2 separate regions of the Bactrocera dorsalis genome follow, and region 2 is linked to region 1. Evidence: chromatin contacts called from public Hi-C data. All regions are on one chromosome and are shown on one strand. The core of a region is the stretch at or near the end of the contact, and the rest is flanking DNA. Distances in the headings are between cores, read along the strand shown.

Region 1 (3,193 bases), core at 213-2,712:
TATGTACAAACTGATTGATTTTTGAATCAGAAATTTTTTTAAATAAATATATTCTTATCTCTTTTTAAAATTTTATTTAAAAACTTATTATTTTGAAGCAGTATAAATTTAAATTCCACATTAAAGACGGTTTTCGCTTTTAATATATTTCAAAGAAAATTAACCTTATATTTTCTCATAGTTCTCAAGTGCTTAAGGCTATCCGATGATTCGGTCACGTTAGAGCTGCGTCGTGGTAAGTGGATATTTGCCAATTTTCCTCGCCTTCATTTAAAAATTTCATGCATACCATTCTAAAATCGCAGATCCCAAACTAAAAGCGCGACTCAAAGAGCAACTGGCCAATACGAAAAATCCCCATTACGAAGACATCGAACCATCTCCGCATATTTATGATTACAAGGCATCGAGCTGTCGATCTCCCACAACTCACCACCGCTCGTTGTCACTGCAAGACTCTTACGAACCGCCACACAACAGCAATTCCAATTCATCGTCTTCGCCTGCGATACGCTACGCCAAATCGCCCACTCACTTGCCACACCGTCAGGGTTCGCTGCCGACGCCTGCGTTGACCAGCCAACAACAACAACCACAGGGCAATCACAGTCGCAGCTCTTCCGCTTCATCAGCACAGCTACAATTTGGTGATATAAATACTACTGCAGCGAGTGGTGGTGCGGGCGGCGCCACCTGTACATCGCCCACATCTCGTCCATCACGTATTCCAACGGCGCTGAAAGCGCCACAAAAGCCACCCGTACAACATTCGCCCCAGCATAAGCGACCGCGACCATCACAAATTCCAACAAAGGCTGGCCCGGCAGCCACCAACGGTAACGCGCCAGTAATTGCGCCGATAGCCCCAGTCACCGGCGGTTGTGTGAGTGGTGGTGGTGGTGGTGGTGCCCATTTACAGCATTCAAATAGTTATAGCGGCGGCAGCACACGTTTCACTCAGCAGCAGCAGCAACAGGCGGCACTGCAGCAGAAGGAGCGTGACGCTGAGCCAAACTCGGCGCCGCCGCAGCCAGCGAAGGCGCCACGCTTTGAGGCATACATGATGACTGGTGAACTGATACTGAATCTGTCAAGGACATCTCAAAGTAGTAACCTACTGCCAGGGCACGCAAAAAAAGTGTGTAGCTTAAGTTGAAATATTCTTCTTTTAGCGGTTTTTTTTAATTTGCCCTTAATTTAATTTCCTTACAGATCGACAGTTTGCGTGACTCACCACAACGTGCGGTCGTGGCTGCGCGCGCTAACGGCGCTTTGGCGCCTCGTGCTTCTGGTGAATCTTCGCCCACATCCTCATCATCGGTGGACTCGCCCACTCACACGGCCAGTTCGGAGTCAGCTCACCACCACAAAGATCGTGGCAAGCGAAGACACCAACAGCCTCACCATCATTTGCTCCAGCAACAGTTGGATAGTATTAATAACAGCTACAACAACAGTAACAGTGGTGGTGGTGGTGGCGCGGGCGGTGTGGGCGTGGTTAACAGCGATCCACGCAAAGACGATACGCTGTTATTGTGCGAAGAATTAGAGCGTGACGATGAAGAGGCAGGTGGTGACAATAATCGCAGACAACGATATCAGCAACATCAACACCATTCAACACGACGACACCAATACAGTCATTATCAACAGCGCAGCAGTTACGATCAAGATGAGGTCGTTGACATGGAAGAAAACGAGGAGGATCAAACACACTATGACATCACCAATATCGAAACGTACAATAGCGGTGGCCTTGGCGCGGGCGATGTGTGTGGCGATGATGACGCCAGCGATCGTCAATGTCTGGTAACGAACTATGGCGACGACGAGGACGACGATGTCGAAGGTGAGGATTTCGATGCCGAAGATGAAGACGGTTGTGGCGCCGAACATGAAGACGAAGACTACTCATCAAATTCATTGACATCGGCATCGGCGAAGCAACGTTTGCGCGCACTTAAGCAAAAAGCTGCCGCTGCACATTACAAACATGCACAAAATGTGGTGCGCGCCAGAGGTGGCATCGGCGATGCAGTCGATTGTGCGAACCAACATTACGCCGGTGGCTATCATCATCACCATCATCATCAGCAAAAACGGCAACAGCAACGTGGTTCAGGTGGCTCGAGTTCTTCATCGGCGACGGTGAAGAGCGACGGCTTAACTGGTATAAACACCTCACCCGATGAAACTTCATTCTCCGTGCCCACCTCACCGATTTCACTGTCTACGCCATTAATTGACAAGGACACAGCGAATTCAGTTCCCACCAGCCCAGAACCCACTAGCATGGGTGCAGTAGGTGGTGGTGGTGTTGCTCACGATGTTGTGGTGCGGCGACACAATGGTGTCGTGCGTACATGTGATTCCGCTGGATTCCGTACCAGTAAGTCTGAGGATCATCTGCAGCAGGTGCAGCGTGAAGGCATGGCTGCAGTGATACCGATCGATATTGATGAGGATGTGAATAGTTCACTGAATACACTGCTCGATACGAGGCATGACTCAGAAGATTCGCAGGTAAGTTGTGTGTGTGGCGTAAATTATAATGAAAAATATGCTATAAGTGTGTGGAAAATATTAATATCGCGGAGTAAATTGGGCGTTTATAATTATAGGAAGGCAAAACGAATCAAATTAACTTTTTACTTATACAAATAGGCATAGTGCATATACGAAAGTGTCGAAATTTATCAAATATGTTTTATAACTTGTCTAAAAATCAGAAACATGTATACCATTTAAGTGGGTATTTCTCAACAATATCTGAATATGAAAAAACTACTAATTAGTTACTGAAAAATAAACGAACAAATTTTGTAAATAAGTTATTTATCGAATTAAATTTTATATATATACATATTTAATATTAAAATACGATTTAGTTTCTAAGCCTATTTTTCATATGAAGTTTAATTTTGACTCTTTTTGAAAATTTTAGAATTTATTATTTTTAATAGAACTTAGAAAGTTTCTCTTATCTGAATGCTTGTTGGTAAACCAAAAACGTCTGTTAGCAAAATTATGTCATTATTCTCACTGTTGTGCGTATTGCATAGGTTTGTTCAAATCATTGCTTGTAAAATTATTATTATTATTTTTTTGTTTTATTGGTAGTTTGTTGTCACATTCGAGCAACTCTTACAAATTTTGTGATTTTTTGCAAAAAAAAAAAAACACCAAAAGTTTT
Region 2 (3,335 bases), core at 123-2,622, 35 kb before region 1:
CAATGTATTTCAAAGTGGGCAATTTATACGCATTTATATACGTTTAATCTATTTTTTTTAGTATAAATTATTAACTTCATTATAATAGATAAATATATTTAATTTGAATATTACTGTTTACTCCGTTTTCACTCAACTCTGGGCAATCTATGCAACGACAGCAATTTTGCCGATTGGCCGCGACTGCGAATTAAGCAGCGCCGTTACTGTCAAAGAAGTTGAATGCGACACAAGTGTTTACTATACGTCGCGTACGCGTACCGAATTCAGTGGTTTAAAATCTATAATGTGCAAAAAGAATAAGAAAATACATGACAAATTTAATGGGGATTTGGTTTTTGATGCAAGTGAAATTAAAATAAAGTGATTATCACCAAAATATAAATAAAAAATTCAATATAGTGGCCTTCGTGAACTGTGAGGATAAAACGCGAATATCGGACCGAAAAACTTCAGCGTTGACGGCGACTGCAACGTTCCGCTGATGTCGACTTAGGCTTAGGCGACGACGCTTCTTCAGCCTAACAGCGGACGAAGTAAATCGACACGAACAGCGGCAATCGGAGTAATAGTGAAGAAGTAAACCCATTGAAATTTGTTGTGGAAAATGAATTAAATTGAAAGTTATTAAATCGCAAATAGTTTAAGTAAGTGAAGTGAAAAGGTTACGATTTTTTCTATGTGTGTGCAATGTAGTTATATGTGTAAAAATAAACAAATTTCAGAAGCTATACAGTATGTTGTACGCAGAAGCCAAAGTGCAAAGCTTCTTGGTTACACCCAGGTAAGGGCAACATTAAATAATATAAATAAAAGAAGAGAAAAAATATCTTATCCTGGAAAACCCCGTTTAGTAACCATTAAATTTTAAAGGCCTCAAATTACATATTTTCAAATAAAACAAAAAGAACGTTTAAAGTAAACGAACAAACAATCGACCGTGGCAAATTTCAGCAGCTACTACGATGCGCCATTGCTTCAATACAATTCGGTGTTTGTGTTTGTTCGCCGCGAAAGAGTGCGCAGCAAACGCGAAGTAATATTTGGAGAAAGAGTGGAAAGCAAGAAAAGCAACAAGACGTTTATTGGCTTTTCGCTGCCGGCTGCCTAAATAACGTCGTCGTCGTCAACGTCGGCGACATCAACAACGTTGCTGGCGGCAACAGCGTCGGTGACGTCGACAGCATTGTGACCAAGCCCAAAAATCCAGTCAAGCACTACGAATTCATCAGCACGAAATATTATAAGACAAGAAAGAAAGAAATAGCCAAGTTAGTTGTTGTGAATGTTATTGTAAAAAGTGTTTTATTTTGTGAAGAACTTAAAAAAATGCACAAAACAAAGTAATGAAGTAGTCGGACGCCAAAGCACAGAACAGCAGAGTACATGAAATTATAAAGTTGAATAAAATAATATTAGACATTTCTTGTGCCGAAAAACACATAACGTTAGTTACGGATGTCACTTTTCATTAGTGAATGTAATCGAAATTGAAATTTCAAAGTAATAAAGTTGAATAACATTAAGTAGTAGTCTAAAACGGGCGGTTTTAACCATCCAAATCAAATAGGCATTGTGATCGCACTTTGTGCAGTGGTCAACAGTCCGTATTTGTGCACCTTCGCCAACAAAAGCAACTTGAGCAGTTGGATTTGTAACAGCGACAATAGTAGCTTCAGTTGCGGCATAATAATGGCCGCCGAGGAACTGAAAGTGGTTTTGCGGCGTAATGAGCATTCCGGTTTTGGGTTTTCGCTATTGGGCACCACGGGACCGCCGCATGTAATATATGAAATACACGAGAATTCACCGGCCGCCGATAGTGCGGTAAGTAGAAATGATTTATTTTATTTTATTGTTCTAACACTTCTGTTACATTTTATAATAAAACGTGTCCAAGTTAACTTTACAAAGTATTTGTGTTATATATTTAGTACTGCCTTTTAATTATGCCAAACCGTTTTGCATTTTTTCGAAATTTTTTTAACGAAATTACTGTTCAATTTAAATCTCCTTTCCATGCGTGTATAAGTGTGTGCAGAATTAGTTTGAAATGACTTCATCTTTATGGAATTATTTTTTTTTGTGTGTTATCTACCGACTGTATCGCTGTCAGTGTATTGTCTTTGCAGTTGAAATTGTTGTTGCAATGTACGTATTTTTGTTGTGTGATTTCCAATTAGAATTAAAAAAATTAAATGACCGAATTGGAATCGAAAGTGGTATATTGAAGATACAAGCAATTGCGCCAGACAATAAAAATGTATGTATATACATACATATGTGTGTATGTATATAAATAAAATTTTGGAATTTTTTAAATATTACCAAATGTCAGTGGCTTACTGCTATAGCATTGTATTCTTTTTAACTCATTGCTCACAACTTTCTCATCATATCAGTAGTTATTTTTTATTAATTGATTCAATATCTATTCACTTGTCATTGTTTTACATGATCTTAAGAACATTTTTGCTTTCCCCTAGGGCTTACACTTTAGTTTACTGCATTTGTTTAGTCATTGGTACATTAAAAAAATTATGCAAACCAACTCGAACTTGTTATTATTTTGCAACTCATACCACAATATTTTCTTTGTTGACTATGCTTTGGCGGATTCCTGTTGCTACGTCGTCACTTTCATTATGACAATTTATTTCATATACATATGTACATACGATTGAATTTTTTTTTTTAATTTTAAATTCTAATTGGAAATCATACAATAAAAATGTGGTAATTCTAATCTGTTTTATTCAGCCGAACTTTGGTGACCACTTGCCAAACAGCTGTTTTGTTCAACGTTGGGCACTATCGATTTATGACTTGTTATTAATGACAATCAAAGATTCATACAGACTTCTATTCAACACTTTGTTGGTTTACGCAAATTCAGGATTTTCATGAACCCCATTTGTGTATCTATTTACATATGTATGTGTCTACATAAATATATGGACCATTCCATTAATTGGCAAAATGGTTTTTTGTACCCGTATTCCGATCAAACAAAAAAATGACTATTTCTTTTATTTTCTAACGACCTGAAATTTGAGTGCAAAAAATTTTTGAAGTTATACAATTTTATATAAAAACTCTCAGCTTTCTGATAAAAATATTTTGAAAACCCAAAAAAATTCTCAAAATGCAAAAAAAAAAAATTCAAAAAAACCAGTTTTTTTTGTTTTTCCACCACCTGTTTGAAAATTGACTTTTCCATTCGTTTCCTCGTTCAATTTTACATAAGAATCAATGTTCAAAAATATGGGGCTCTGATCCCATGAACAGCAAAAAAAATGCAAGGATATCGCTATACGGCGCAGGCTATTGACTCC

Evidence for each region. A called contact is a pair of places that touch in the nucleus more often than the background predicts.
Region 2: a contact with region 1 is called in a Hi-C map of whole body, with 5 times the contacts expected there. The contact joins the promoter of LOC105226019 here to the enhancer-like site in region 1. A contact is called at or near these places in 2 of 2 Hi-C or Micro-C datasets (both in whole body).

What each region holds. Positions count from the first base shown.
Region 1 is chr2:101,243,165-101,246,357 of ASM2337382v1, reverse strand. LOC105226019 (PH and SEC7 domain-containing protein) reads left to right here. Exons shown (of 18, transcript XM_049447734.1): 3 at 182-235; 4 at 306-1,138; 5 at 1,213-2,523. Among protein-coding and RNA genes, the nearest start is that of LOC125776268, 5.6 kb to the left of the region's middle. Within about 2 kb of position 1,462, the one cell type or tissue checked has open chromatin away from gene starts, as enhancers often do.
Region 2 is chr2:101,278,364-101,281,698 of ASM2337382v1, reverse strand. It overlaps LOC105226019 (PH and SEC7 domain-containing protein), which reads left to right and starts at 1,372. Exons shown (of 18, transcript XM_049447734.1): 1 at 1,372-1,827. The coding sequence starts at 1,693.